2 separate regions of the Sus scrofa genome follow, and region 1 is linked to region 2. A link is a contact called in public HiChIP or PLAC-seq data. All regions are on one chromosome and are shown on one strand. Each heading gives the region's core, a stretch centred on a gene start, on an enhancer-like site or on the middle of the called end of the contact. The rest is flanking DNA. Distances are from core to core; before and after follow the strand shown.

The links. HiChIP or PLAC-seq counts read pairs in DNA pulled down with a chosen protein or histone mark.
Region 1: an H3K27ac HiChIP or PLAC-seq map of skeletal muscle shows a contact between it and region 2. The contact joins two enhancer-like sites. A contact is called at or near these places in 3 of 47 Hi-C or Micro-C datasets (epiblast stem cells, skeletal muscle and subcutaneous adipose tissue) and 1 of 2 datasets of contacts at active chromatin or transcription factors (skeletal muscle).

The regions. Positions count from the first base shown.
Region 1 is chr11:22,567,011-22,573,591 of Sscrofa11.1, forward strand. All of the region lies in intron 1 of TSC22D1 (TSC22 domain family protein 1), which reads left to right. Among named protein-coding and RNA genes, the nearest start is that of TSC22D1, 52 kb to the left of the region's middle. Within about 2 kb of position 4,866, at least 1 of the 83 cell types and tissues checked has an H3K27ac peak or open chromatin away from gene starts, as enhancers often do. A contact at or near this core is called in skeletal muscle, where this site is marked.
Region 2 is chr11:22,369,883-22,376,434 of Sscrofa11.1, forward strand. LOC110255767 (a long non-coding RNA gene) reads left to right here and starts at 6,451. Exons shown (of 3, transcript XR_002336576.1): 1 at 6,451-6,552. Within about 2 kb of position 2,114, at least 12 of the 83 cell types and tissues checked have an H3K27ac peak or open chromatin away from gene starts, as enhancers often do. A contact at or near this core is called in skeletal muscle, where this site is marked.

The DNA.
Region 1 (6,581 bases), core at 3,616-6,115, 200 kb after region 2:
ATTTGCCAGGGCGCAGCACAGTATGTGGCTTATACCCTTCATTTCATCAGCTCTTAAGATGTCCCCTTTATTTTTCTTTTACTAAGGACAAAAAAAGGAAGCGAGGTGATCAATGATAAGCTCACAATATTACTGAAAGAATTTTCTATAAAGGCTCAATTAACTTGAACTGTTAATTTTTCTCCCAGCTTCCTGCCTTTCTCAGGTGATGTTACTTAAGAAAAATATCCTAGAGTTTATTTCTAGACTCATACTTCATGAAAATAATGGGTACCTAATCATGGTTCCATTATTCAGGGCTTCCAAAACCGAGAAGATAAGATTTCTTCTTAAATTTGGAAATAAAATAATCGAGCTAGTTTTTTTGTTTTTTGTTTTGGCTTTAAGTGCAGGTCTGATGACTTGTAAAATTCCCACCCATGCCAACTTGTGATCATCTCTGGGAAGGGATATTTTTGAGTGATAATTTGGGTTTAAGAACAAGAATTTTTAAATTGAGGGTGCCGTGTAGTGAATCTTTATTAGTTTGTCTGGCTCTTTCTTTTTCTCCGATACTTTTGCTTCTTTATTAGTTTGTCTGGCTCTTTCTTTTTCTTCGATACTTTTGACAGGAAAATCCCCACTGTCAGCATTTCTCTTTCCGTCCTTCAGTTTGTCTGGTTCTCAGCACCATTCCTAGGGGGGGTTCAAAGGTCATTTCCATCACAGATTTAATTTTTGCCTTGACTCAGTTTATGTTTTGGTATTAGAGAAATTTAGGCTGGAAAAACGCAGTTTGCCATTTAACACTGAATGTTTTTAAAAAAACTTATTGAAAAGACCTTTTTGTAATCTGAGGGTCTGCTGTGCTAGATTTGGAATTATAAACACTCCTGGCAGCCTGGCATTGTGGTCGTTGGAGTAAACTAATCACTTCAGCCTTTTGCAATCACTTCAAATGCTCATTAACTGTTGAGTCATTGTTTTGAAATAATGTACATTATAGCTCTTTTTGTTTTTCTTGCTTGAATTGCCCAACATGCTGTGGAACAGCTTTGTGGCAGTTGTGAGCTTAGAGTACATTTTTTATTCTGAACATTGAGTGATACCAAAGTACGTTGCTGGACAACAAGCATTTTATTCCCATCCAGTCAAATTGTAGCAAGATGTCCCTCTTGTAGAGCAAAGTACACACTGAAGTATAGAGCTTTTTTCTTGCTCAAGTCCTGATGAGTTTTATTTTGAGGCAATGTGTATGTCCGAATTAATAGGAGTTAATTACTTTTGGCTTCTTAAAAACAAACTTTTTTTTTTTGCTTGAGATGGGACTTCATTTCTTTATTTTGAAAATTAGAATCTTTCGAAAGCAGAGAATGGTCTTCACATTTCAAGAGTTAAAAGTCAGTATTATCACCTTCATTAAAAATATGTCTGCATCAAATGCTTATTAAAATGCTTCCTAAAATGTGCTTTTCCTGGAAGATTTTGTGACTGATTTGAAACCTCCAGTTTTTAAATTCCCTTAGAAATTACTCCAAAAATCAGTTGTTCCCTCACAAACTGTGACAATTGTTCCTTTTACATTGAAGGTACAGGTTCAAGTGTGTTTGTTTTGAAGATTCTGCTTGGTAGCTTAACCTTTTATCACAGAAAAGCTCAGCAAATTTTGAATGTGTTTTCTTTTTGTACAAGAAAAACCCATAGCCCATCTTTTATATTCAATAGTTCTTTTAAGTTCTTTACAGTAGGGAGCTAGCAAGCTTAATAGAGGAAAAGGCATTTTTAGATATTCCTCATCTCATTAAAAAGACCCTAATGATTCTTCTACTTTAAAGATTTTTTTAAAATAAAATTTAACCACACTGATGATAATCCTAGAGCATTTAGTGCACATTTATTTCAACTTTTTTGCTGCAATAACTTGCCTGTATCTGAATGACTCATTGAGTGACATTCACATGAATTGCTAAGAATCCCTTTTTCTCTGATTTATCTGAGAATCCCTTTTCTAGTTAAAGCAGCTGCTCCAACAGAAGTTACACATAACGTTTATAAAAGAGGAAATTTGCTATTGGGATTGCATCTTCCTCAGTAAAACTTTTCTTTAGTTCTTCACACACACAAAGGCAGCGTGTTTAATTTAAGAAACCATCTAGCAAATACCTTAAGCTGAGATGTGGAAGAAGTGTGTCTTCATTTTATCTTATATCCAATCTCTTGGACCATGTAGTTTGCTCTTTCTTCAAACACTATGCAGTCTTTCCTTTCCTTCTTCTGATAATATGTATTGATTAAGGATTGTATTTCGTCACTATATGTTTTTTTAAAATCATGTACCCATTTTTACCATTGGAAGGGCGAAGTATTTCCTTATGTAACTATTTGTTATTGTTAGGAATACTTAGTAGGTGTTGGAAAATGTTGAAAAACTGGATTGAGAATTGATTGCATGGCTTTAAACATAGCTTTAAAAAAATGTAAGCATTTGTCGGAGTTCCTGTCATGGCTCAGTGGTTAACAAATCCGACTAGGAACCATGAGGTTGGGGGTTCGATCCCTGGCCTTGCTCAGTGGGTTAAGGATCCGGCATTGCCATGAGCTGTGGTGTGTGGTGTAGGTCACAGATGTGGATGGGATCCCTAGTTGCTGTGGCTGTGGTGTAGGCTGGCAGTTACAGCTCCGATTCGACCCCTAGCTTGGGAACCTCCATATGCCATGGGAGCAGCCCTAGAAATGGCAAAAAGACCAAAAAAAAAAGTAAATATTTGTCTTTACGGTCTGGATATTTAATTTTTAGGTATCTTGCTAATAGTGATAGCTTCATATTCTCATTAATGATCAGAGGATAGTATGTATTTAGGACTATGATTGTTTTGGTAGTGGACATAAATCCATCTTTCAGATGAATTCTGGTTGATTTTGTGGGGTTCTTTTTTCATAGGTCTAATTGGCATCTGTGTGTATCAGTTATCGTGGTTAAAAGGGTGTTCAGCTCTGCCATTTTCCTTTTATTGGCTTGTGTTTGCATTATTACTATCCTCATCCTTATATTCCTTTCTAGGAATATTTTAAAGCCATTTCTCTATTGGGTGTGAGTTATTTAGTTAAGGCAATATAACATAACTCACTTAATCCGATGCCCATAAACTTCAGTAAAATTTATGAAAGTAACTTGGTAAAATTCCTACTGAAAATTCCTGTTTCTTTGTGAAACTACCACTGAGGAAATCTGAATGGAACATAAGTTGAAACTGTACTTGATGAGACCATCTGACCAAGGGATAGAGGGTGGGTGCCAGTGTCAGTTTGAATATTAAATACCAGCACCGCTCAGAGTCTTTCCTATTTTTTTAAGATTACAAATTTTTGGAGGGGAGTAGTTCCTGTTGTGGCTTTGCTTGTTAAGGACTCAGTGTTGTCTCTGTGGGGACGGGGGTTCGTCCTGGTCGTGCTCAGTGGGTTAAGGATCTGCAGTTGCCATGGCTGTGTCGTAGGTGGTAGCTGCAGCTCCAGTTTGACCCTTGGCCCAGGAACTTCCCTATGCTGCAGGTGTGACTGTAAAAAGAGGAAAAAAAATTTTTTTTGACTACTCCTGTGGCATGTGGAAGTTTCAGGACCAGGGACCCGAGCTGCTGCAGTGGCAATGCCCGATCTTTAATTTGCTGCACCACAAGGGAACTCCTAAGATTAAAATTTTAATGTATTTTCTTTCTACTCCAAATACCCTGTTTATATACCCTGTTTTGGAGTTTATTGGTTTAAAGTATAGTTTTAAGAATTGGGATTTTTTTCTCTCATGGTCCTTCAACATTAAAATAATTTGCGTGTCAGTTAAAATAAATTCCAGCCTTATTTAACTGCTCATGGTTTTTCCATTACCATGACTCCCTCAGTTTCTCATTTCCGAGGTTTTTGAACTCTTCTGAATCAGGCCATTGTACAGTCTTAGATAAATATTAAAACAAAGTTTGATGAAAGTAATATCCATGATACTCTGATAGCTAGATGCTATAATTAGGACCGTCCATGAATAAAATAAGCAATCTAATTTTAACTTTGCCCTTTTTGAGGGGAGGAGACACTTTGTTTAATTAGAAATACTCTCTGTGAATTAACATATAATTTGTTTACCTCCACTTTGAAGCAGCATATTCATTTTCTTCTGGGATTTTTAACTTCTTTTTTTGCCACAACTATTTTTAAACAGGCTGACATATTCTTGAGATCGATTTAATTTGTAGGTGTTTAAAGAAAATACCAGCGTCGCTGGAAAATGCTCTAGAACCCTCAGGTTTTGATAGATGTTGCACGTTTAAAATAGATTTTAATGTTCCCATACATTTTCAGTGTGAAATGTAATGCTTGCTTTCTGTTATTAATGTGGCTTAGAAACTGTAGGAGATACTAAACTCTTCTGGGAAGAATTGTAATTTATGCTCATTGTTGATTTTCTCCGGTTTTTACTTAATATTTTAGTGAGTAGGTAACAATTTAATATTTTTTTAAATGGAAACAATGACATTACCATTGCTCTCCTATTTTTTTGTATGTAGTGGTCACAGGTAAGCGCACACACCATGTAACAAAATAAAAATTCTCGTTTGTGAAATGGCTATAGCGCAGGATGAGTTAAGTTTTGAAAATTAGCTTCCATTTCAGTTGTTACCTCTAATGGCTAAAAAGTTGTGTTTGTGTGTATTTTACACACAATCTGGATCTAATTATATTTATGTCTCATACATATACGTATATTGGTGTAAGCACACAAACACATGAACACGCACGTGTATACGTGGGTTATAAACATGTCACAGATCCCTGACGGGAGGGAGCGTGGTGGAGCAGACAACTGTCACTCTTGGTTGCGTTTTTAGATTGTTGGCTCGTTTTAGAGCTAAGAGATCAGCAGCAAGAAGGAGTGACTAACCCCGGGGTTGGTCTTGGGCGGGGGAACTGCTAACCCTTCCCCTCTTCATCTTAGTGGTCATCAACCAACTTTTGCCAAAATGTTTTATTTTCTTTTTTGAGAAGCTCCTGTTAATGGTGTTGCTGTTTCTCGAAGTAGGAGAGGAAAGGAAGGGAATAATTCAGGCAAATCTGGACCTTTAAAATCCTCCTTTGAGGGAAGAGGGTGCAAGTGCCTCAATCTCATCTTTTCTACTGAGTGGATTTTTAAATTATTATTATTTTTTTAATTCTTTTTCTTTTTAGGGCTGCACCTGCTGCATGTGGAAGTTCCTGGGTTAGGGGTCAAATTGGAGCTGCAGCTGCTGGCCTACGCTAAGCCACAGCACAGGGCATCTGAGCTGAATCTGCCACATATGTCACAGCCTGTGGCAGCACCAGATCCTTAACCCACTGATTGAAGCTAGGGATTGAACCCACATCCTCATGGATATTGTTGGGTTCTTAACCCGCTGAGCCACAATAGGGGAACTCCATGAATTTTTTTTTTTTAATTGAAGTATAGTGATTTGCAGGTTTATATTTCAGGTCTATAACATAGCGATTCAATATTTTTATACATGATATTCCATTTATATTTATTATAGAATACTGGCTATCCTCCCTGTGCTGTACTCTACTGTATATCCGTGTGGCTTATTTATTTTGTACAGGTAACAGTTTGTAACTCTTAATCCTCTGCTTTTCTCTTGCCCCTCCATCTACTTAGTGGAATTTCGATAGAGTGCTTTACATTTTACCACTTTTAACAAACGTAAATCCAATCATATTTCATTTGTAGTATTATTGCTTTTTCATTATTAGTAAGGAAGAATATTTCTTTACTGGGGTAACACAGTCACTGGGTATGTTTTAAAGATGGCTTGGGTGTTTCTGATCTCTTGAGATGTCCTGGGTTTCTTTTCTGGCCTCTGGCTACCCTATGGCTAGTTTCCATTAGCCATTCTACCCAGATACTTTTTTGGAGCCTGGATCTCAAGTTTTCAGGAACTCTATTTATTAAGAGAGGTTTTTTTTTTTTTTTTTTTTTTTTTTTTTTTTAAAGTGGGGTCATTAGAATTGAAGTTGGTCCTCCAGGTGGAAGGGAAATGGGAAGAGGGTGTGCTTCCTCGTTCAGCATGAATTTCTAGTGTCCCCAAATCCCCAAGCACACTAATAATTATCAACTAGAAAACTTTTTTTAATAGCATGTGTGCTAAAGTTGTGCAGATAAAGCAGCACATCACTCTAGGGACAATACAGATGAGCTAAAACATTTACAAACTACTTTTTGGAAATGGGATATGTTTTATTAAAATCAACTCCCTTTCCTCTTTCAACCATCCATTTCAAAAAGTATTATAGAAAGGCAGCATGGGAGTTCCTGTTGTGGCTCAGTGGTGGACAAACCCGACTAGCATCCACGAAGATGCAGGTTCGATCCCTGGCCTTGCTCAGTGGGTTAAGGATCTGGCATTGCTGTGAGCTGTGGTGTAGGCCAGCAGCTACAGCTCTGATTGGACTCCTATCCTGGGAACCTTTTTAGGGTGCTGCCCTAAAAAGGCCAAAAAAAAAAAAAAAAAAAAAAAAAAGGCAACATGAAAAATGTTTAGCTACTCTCCAAAATAGTATATTTGAATTATGGGTTTTGTTCATGT
Region 2 (6,552 bases), core at 864-3,363:
GAAAAGGCAAAAAGACAAAAAAAAAAAAAAAAAAAAAGAAAAAGAAAAAAGAAAAGGCAGAAAGGTCTGAGTGAACCTCTGCCCCCATCATCTCGGAATCATTGTAAGTCCAGGCCAAGCGGCTCCCTGGACTGTGTGCCTCCCTCTGAGCAGATCTTCCTTCTCCTTCCCATTCAGACGTCAGGCACTGTTGGATAAACAGAGTTGTGGAGAGGGGCTGGCCTAGAGCAGTGACAAATGGGATGTGTGGTAGGAGGATGTCCAGAGGCATGCTCACGTCTGTCCCAGGACCTAATTAGGACAAACGGCAGAGAATACACTGAGTGCAAGGCCAACGCCTTCCTCTGAGCCATATGGGGGACATGTTGGGTGAGATCCAAGGGATGTGAGGAAGAAAAAGTCACAGTAATTCTATTTTGTTGCAGAGAGAGAGAGATTTCTGTTTCCATTGAGACCATGAAAGCTTGCGGAGGGTGTCATAAACCCCTCTGTTCCTAACCTCAGGACTCCTCAGGAATCTTCAGAACTGCATCCCAAGAGCCCCCAGGGCTCATGTTCCTTGATAAAGGTCCGTCTCAGCTTTGTTGCCCTCACCTTGCCTGATCAGGAGTTTTCCACGAAGCAATGAGATGGACTCCATGTTCTGATGAGAATATTTGCTTAACATCAGGCTTATACTCTCTCTCTCTCTTTTTTTTTTTTCTAATTCTAGTTCCAATTTGAATTCCCTTTTAAATTTTTTATTAAAATATATGGGAGCCCCCATTGCAGCTCAATGGTAACAAACCTGACTAGTTTCCATAAGGCCTTGGGTTTGATCCCTGGCCTTGCTCAGTGGCTTAAGGATCCGGTGTTTCTGTGACCTGTGGTGTAGGTGGCAGATGTAGCTCAGATCCTGTGTGTTGCTGTGGCTGTGGTGTAGGCCAGCCGCTGTAGCTCCGATTTACCTCTTGGCCTGGGAACTTCCATATGCTGTGGGTGTGGCCCTAAAAAGAAAAAAAAAAGTTATTAAAGCAGAGTTGATTTACAGTGTTCCTTCAATTTCTGCTGTACAGCAGAGTGAATAGAATCTGAGCCTCCAGATTTGCGCGTGTTCTGTCATTGCTACATAGGATGCTGTCTGTTAGGAACATCAAGCCCATAATGAGTCAAGAAAGATAAAAGTTTAAGGATGAGGAAATGGGGAAGGGAAGAGTTGTGTATCTCTAGACAGAGAGGGCTTATGCAAGCCCTCACAGACCTATGAATAAAGCACATGGGGCCTCTGTCCTCCCCACGCAGCCCTCCAGCGTGTCACTGGTAAATCCCAAATGGCTCTGGGACAGCTGCCCCGTGTGGGGACACATGGGAGGAACACTTAATCCCCACTAAGGAGGGGCTGCAGGGCGGAGGGCCAGCCTTAGCACCTCCCGTGGAGGGTTTTCCGTGCCACAGCCTCTTCCTTTACATGCTTGCAAGGAAGAGAGCAGACGTAGAGGACGAAAGAGGGAGAGGCATGTTGGGCAAACGTAGGAGAGGGAGGGTGTTGAAGCGTTGAGCTGAGGGCTTGGCTCCGAGGGGCATGTTCAGAACACTGTGAAAGCTCTTTAAATAGAGCTCTCGCAGGTGGATGCAGGGACGGAGCAAAGCCGCCCTGTGCTCCAGGGAACTAAGTAAATAAGCCTAGACGTCAAATGTCCAGAGCTGGAGAGGGGCTGGGCCGGACCAAGGGCTCCGCAGCAAGTCCCAGAACGTCTTGGGTTTTAATTGCCCTGGGCTATTAGAGGGCATCTGTGGAGTTGCTCACATTTCAGGAAATGTTTTCTGCGTGGGGACCTTTCAGAGGAACATATGCAAGTCCAGCCTCAGCTCTGAACCCGTGCAGCATCTGAGTGGTGATGAGAGCTTCTGAATGGCTTTGGCTTTCTGAAGGGGTCTTGAGGCCCTTCCATGAATTGGCTTCTGAGCCCATGTTTTATATCTTTTCCTTGCAAATGTAAACCCAGGGATTATCATGCTATGACTGAAGTATTGATCTTATAAAAACCAACCCATGACCCCCAGTAAAAAAGCCACACCAACTGGCATCCCTCACCACCTCGCTGTGTTCTTTCCACTCAGAGCACAAGTGTACATAAAGCGAGAACGCAAATACAGGCAAGGGCGGTGTTTGGTTTTTGATGAGACATTAAACCTCAGACAGTCATTAAACTTCTCGAACTTCGTGGCTCCTGTCCAGGTTGGAAAGCAGGTCAAGCAAGTCAAGCCAAGGGGAGGGTGTGTGATCTTTTGTTCTCAGCAGGCTTGGAAGATGGTGTCAGGATTAACGTTTGACTTTGGGTCTTAACTATTTTATGTCTTGGTTCCCTCGCCTACGAACAACACATACATCTCGCCATGAAAGAAGATCTTACTTTGCCATTAGTGGGAAGGGTATAAACTAGTTCCTTTGGAGGGCAGAGCAAAATGGCACAGAGTTTAGGCTCAAGAGCAGCGTGGGCCAGTAGAAGTATGATGGGAGCCCTGAGTGAAGGCATGTGGACTATCAACTTTTCTGGGAGCCACATTAACCAAAAGTAAAAAAAAAAATTAGGTGATGCAAACTATTGCATTTAGAATGGATAAGCAATGAGGTCCTCCTGTATAGCACAGGGAGCTATATCTAATCTCTTGGGTTAGACCATGATGGAAAATACTATAAGAAAAAGAATAAATATATAATACACACATATATATGACTGGGTCACTATGCTGTACAGCAGAAATTGACAGAAAATTGTAAATCATCTATACTTTAATAAAAAAAAACCCAAATAGGTAAAAAGCATTTTAACACCTTTTGAAAAATTCAGTGTGTCCAAAATATTATTTCAACATATCATCAATATCTTAAAAATCATTAATGGGATTTCCCATCGTGGCTCAGCGGAAACAAATCTGACTACCATTGATGAGGATGCAGGTTCCATTCCTGGCCTTGCTCAGTGGGTTAAAGATCTGGCATTGCCCTGAGCTGTGGTGTAGGTCCAAGAAGCAGCTCAGATCCCGTGTTGCTGCTGTGGCTGTAGTGTAGGCCGTCAGCTACAGCTCCAGTTCGACGCCTAGTCTGGGACCCTCCATATGTTGTGGGTGCGGCCCTAAGAAAACAGACAAAAAAAATTATTAATGAGATATTTTACATAACTTTCTTCACACCAAGTTACCAAATATAATGCGTATTTTACACATTAAATTGCACATCTCAATTCAACCGAGCCGTATTTCAAGTAGGCTGTGTTGGGCAGGGCAGACCTAAAGTCAAATTGATTTGACCTAGATGTTGCGCAAGTGACTTAAGCATCATGGCCTTCAGTTTCTACATCTGTAAAATGGGAATGATAATAGGATCTCCCTTAGTGGGTTTGTCATGAAGATAACAGAGTGTATCTGGAAATATACTTTAAGCCCTCAGTGCAGTGACTGGCATATATTTCATCAATCCATGTAAACTCTCAGTATTAGTTTTGGCAAAAGTACACTGGGTAAAAGCGTTGGTTTTTCTCCAAAATATGTTGAATCCAAATCAGATGAAATTGAGTTGAATTTCGAGTTTAGATCTTTTTTGAGGAGACAGAGGTGGAGGACGGCAATTATTTAGCAGCCCAAATCAGGTAAACATATTTGAAACATATCAATCTTTGATTTCATTAAACCAGTAATTTTTAAAATATAAAATGGCCTTTCCCTTATGCTGATGGCAAGGGAAAGCAAGAGTAGTTTTAAATAGTTACCTGCCAATTGTTACCTCACCTCGTCAGAATGATCTAAGGCAATTGAATAGTACATTTACGCCATTTATGAAAGTGCATGCATTTAGATCTTGAGAGGCAGAATTTAGATCTTGGAGCTTTTAAAATAATAAAACACTCAGTGTTAACCTGGAGTTCCTAGCCTTGTTTCCTAATGCAATTTTGCCTTTGGGTGGCAGCCCCATCTGGGGACTTCTGCATTGTCCCCAACCTCAGAGTTTCATTTTAGTGCGTCAGATATTCACCAAAGGTGTAGAGCATTTACTTTGCAGACACAGAGGCCAATGTGTTCTATGATTTTTTTTAGCACCTGTGAATGAGCGTAAGTCAGGTACAAGATTCAATGGGAGGAATAGAGTGGGACCTGGGGGTTAGCAGAGGTAAGCTATTTTACATGGAGGGGATAGGCAACAAGATCCTACTTGGGAGCACAGGGAACTCTATTCAATATCTTGTGATAAACCATAATGCAAAGGATATAAAAAAAGAGTATATATATGTAACTGAATCATTTTTCTGGACAGTAGAAATTAACACAACATTGTTAAATCAGCTATATTTCAGTAAAAATAAATAAATGTAAAAGGTTTTATAAAGTAGCAAGATTCTTTCTTTTTATGGCCACTTTGTCTTTTTTTTTTTAAGGGCCACAGGTGCAGCATAAGGAGGTTCCCAAGCTTGGGGTTGAATTGGAACTCCAGCTGCCAGCCTACACCACAGCCACAGCAATGTCAGATCCGAGCTGAGTCTATGACCTACACCACAGTTCACAGCCATGCTGGATCCTTCACCCCCTGAGTGAGGCCAGGGATCGAACCCATGTCCTCGTGGATGCTAGTCGGGCTCATTGCCATTTAGCTATATTGGGAACATCCACCTTATGCCCTATTTAATAAAGCATATCAATTGCATCCTTGAATCGATTATGGAGATTCTGTTCTCCTCACCATCGTTGGGACTGTCCAGCCAGTTTGACTTTCTCTTATGGTCAGTTACCAGCTAGAGAACATTTCCTTCTGAAAGGAGGGAGATTTACCTAAAAATAAAGCGGTTTCAAAGTTCTTTATCCTAAAACTTGTCTAAATTGTAAAACAAATCACTCAGGAGATTCAATGAATTTTTTGGCCCAGAGAGCTTCAATATTTGACGCTTGAACACTGGGTCCTCCAGCTGTTAAGCCACGTTCATTTGTTTCTGGCTCTGACGTTTTGGAGGATTTTGTGGCCCTCTTTTCCAGACCTAAGTTTAATTGGAGTTAGTCATTTGAGAAAGAACATATAAGCCACCTGAAATTTGGGGGTGAAGGCTGTGATCTCTCTTGCCCCTCAATAGACGAGACTGTCTTTGTGAGGCTTTGTTGATGGTATTTTTACATAAGCAGAGGCTCCATATGGCAGAGGGAAGAAGGCAGGCAGAGGAGCCTGTAACCAGATCGTGTGAAGCGGAGACGAGGACAAAAGCTCCTTTATCTCTTTGCAGTCACTTAGCCTAGAAAAACCTGAGGCCTGAGTGCTGGGGTCCTCACCTCGGTTCTCGCAAGCATTTGAGCTAAACATGGAGGAATGAGGGTTCGTCCCACTGGCCTCAGCCTTCCGTTAGGATTTCTGAGTGGCCTGTGCTTCTCAGATGGAATTCATAAGCACCTTGAATAATTTACCCTTCTTCTCATTCCAGAGATTCTTTAGTTAGGTATTTTCAAAAGTTTCTTTCTTTTAAAGTCATGTGACCCAGGCTACTAGGCGGCCTTCACTAGTTCATCATTTCCATGGCAACCAACTGAAGGATTCATTCAAATCCATTCACAATAAATTTCTTTTTTTTTCTTTTGTGGCATGTGGATGTTTCCGGGCCAGGGACTGAACCCTTGCCACAGCAGCAGCTTAAGCTGCAGCATCAATGCTGGATCCTTAACCTGCCGCACCACAGGGGAACTCCCATCTACAATAACCTTAATGAAGTGGATGTCACATCACTTAAAATAGGAGTCCCTTCTCTATGCCAGAGTTAGGGTCTCTATGCTTCGGATGACTGTCTCTAAAAGAATCCTTTCCTCTCCACTGAAAATGCTTCAAATTTCACTGCCTCCCGCCCCAACCGCTGCCCTGTTTCCTATATTTCATTACATTGTTGTCTTACTACAAAGCAACTGCATATATTATCCAGCTTGTGGACTGTGGAAATCGGGATGGGGCGAGGTGGCAGGGGGAGGCCCACCTGAAGGCATTAGCTGCTACTTAATTTCAGCCAATTATTGCTTTTTGGGAATATGAAGCCATTGCTGCTAATTTTTCTGATTTCATTCTTAAAAAATCAGAAATCCAGGTCTTTAAAAAAAATTTTCCTAATTTAAAAATCCTGGGAGTTCCCTGGTGGCTTACTGAGTTAAGGGCCTGAAGAAGTTTCTGCTGTGGCTCTGGTTACAGTATGGCATGAGTTCGATCCCTGGCCAGAGAATTTCCACACACCATGAGGGGGGATTCTGGCCATAAATTCTTATTAAGCATGCACACCGGTATGCATGTGAATATATGCAGACTGGGTAGAACAAACAATAACAGATGTGTGGTCTAGATGGAAACTGCAGGCCATTGGCTTGAATTCTTTGCTATAGGACATTCTTAGACTGATATGTAAGTCTGGAATTATCTAGGTATTGACCTCTGTTTTTTAAATTTTGTCACAGGAAACAGACCTCAGATTTGCAGATATGTTGTTAGGAATTTACTGAGAACCACTGGAGAATCCAAGAGATGAAATGCATAAGGAGGTTCTCTTAGATCCATGT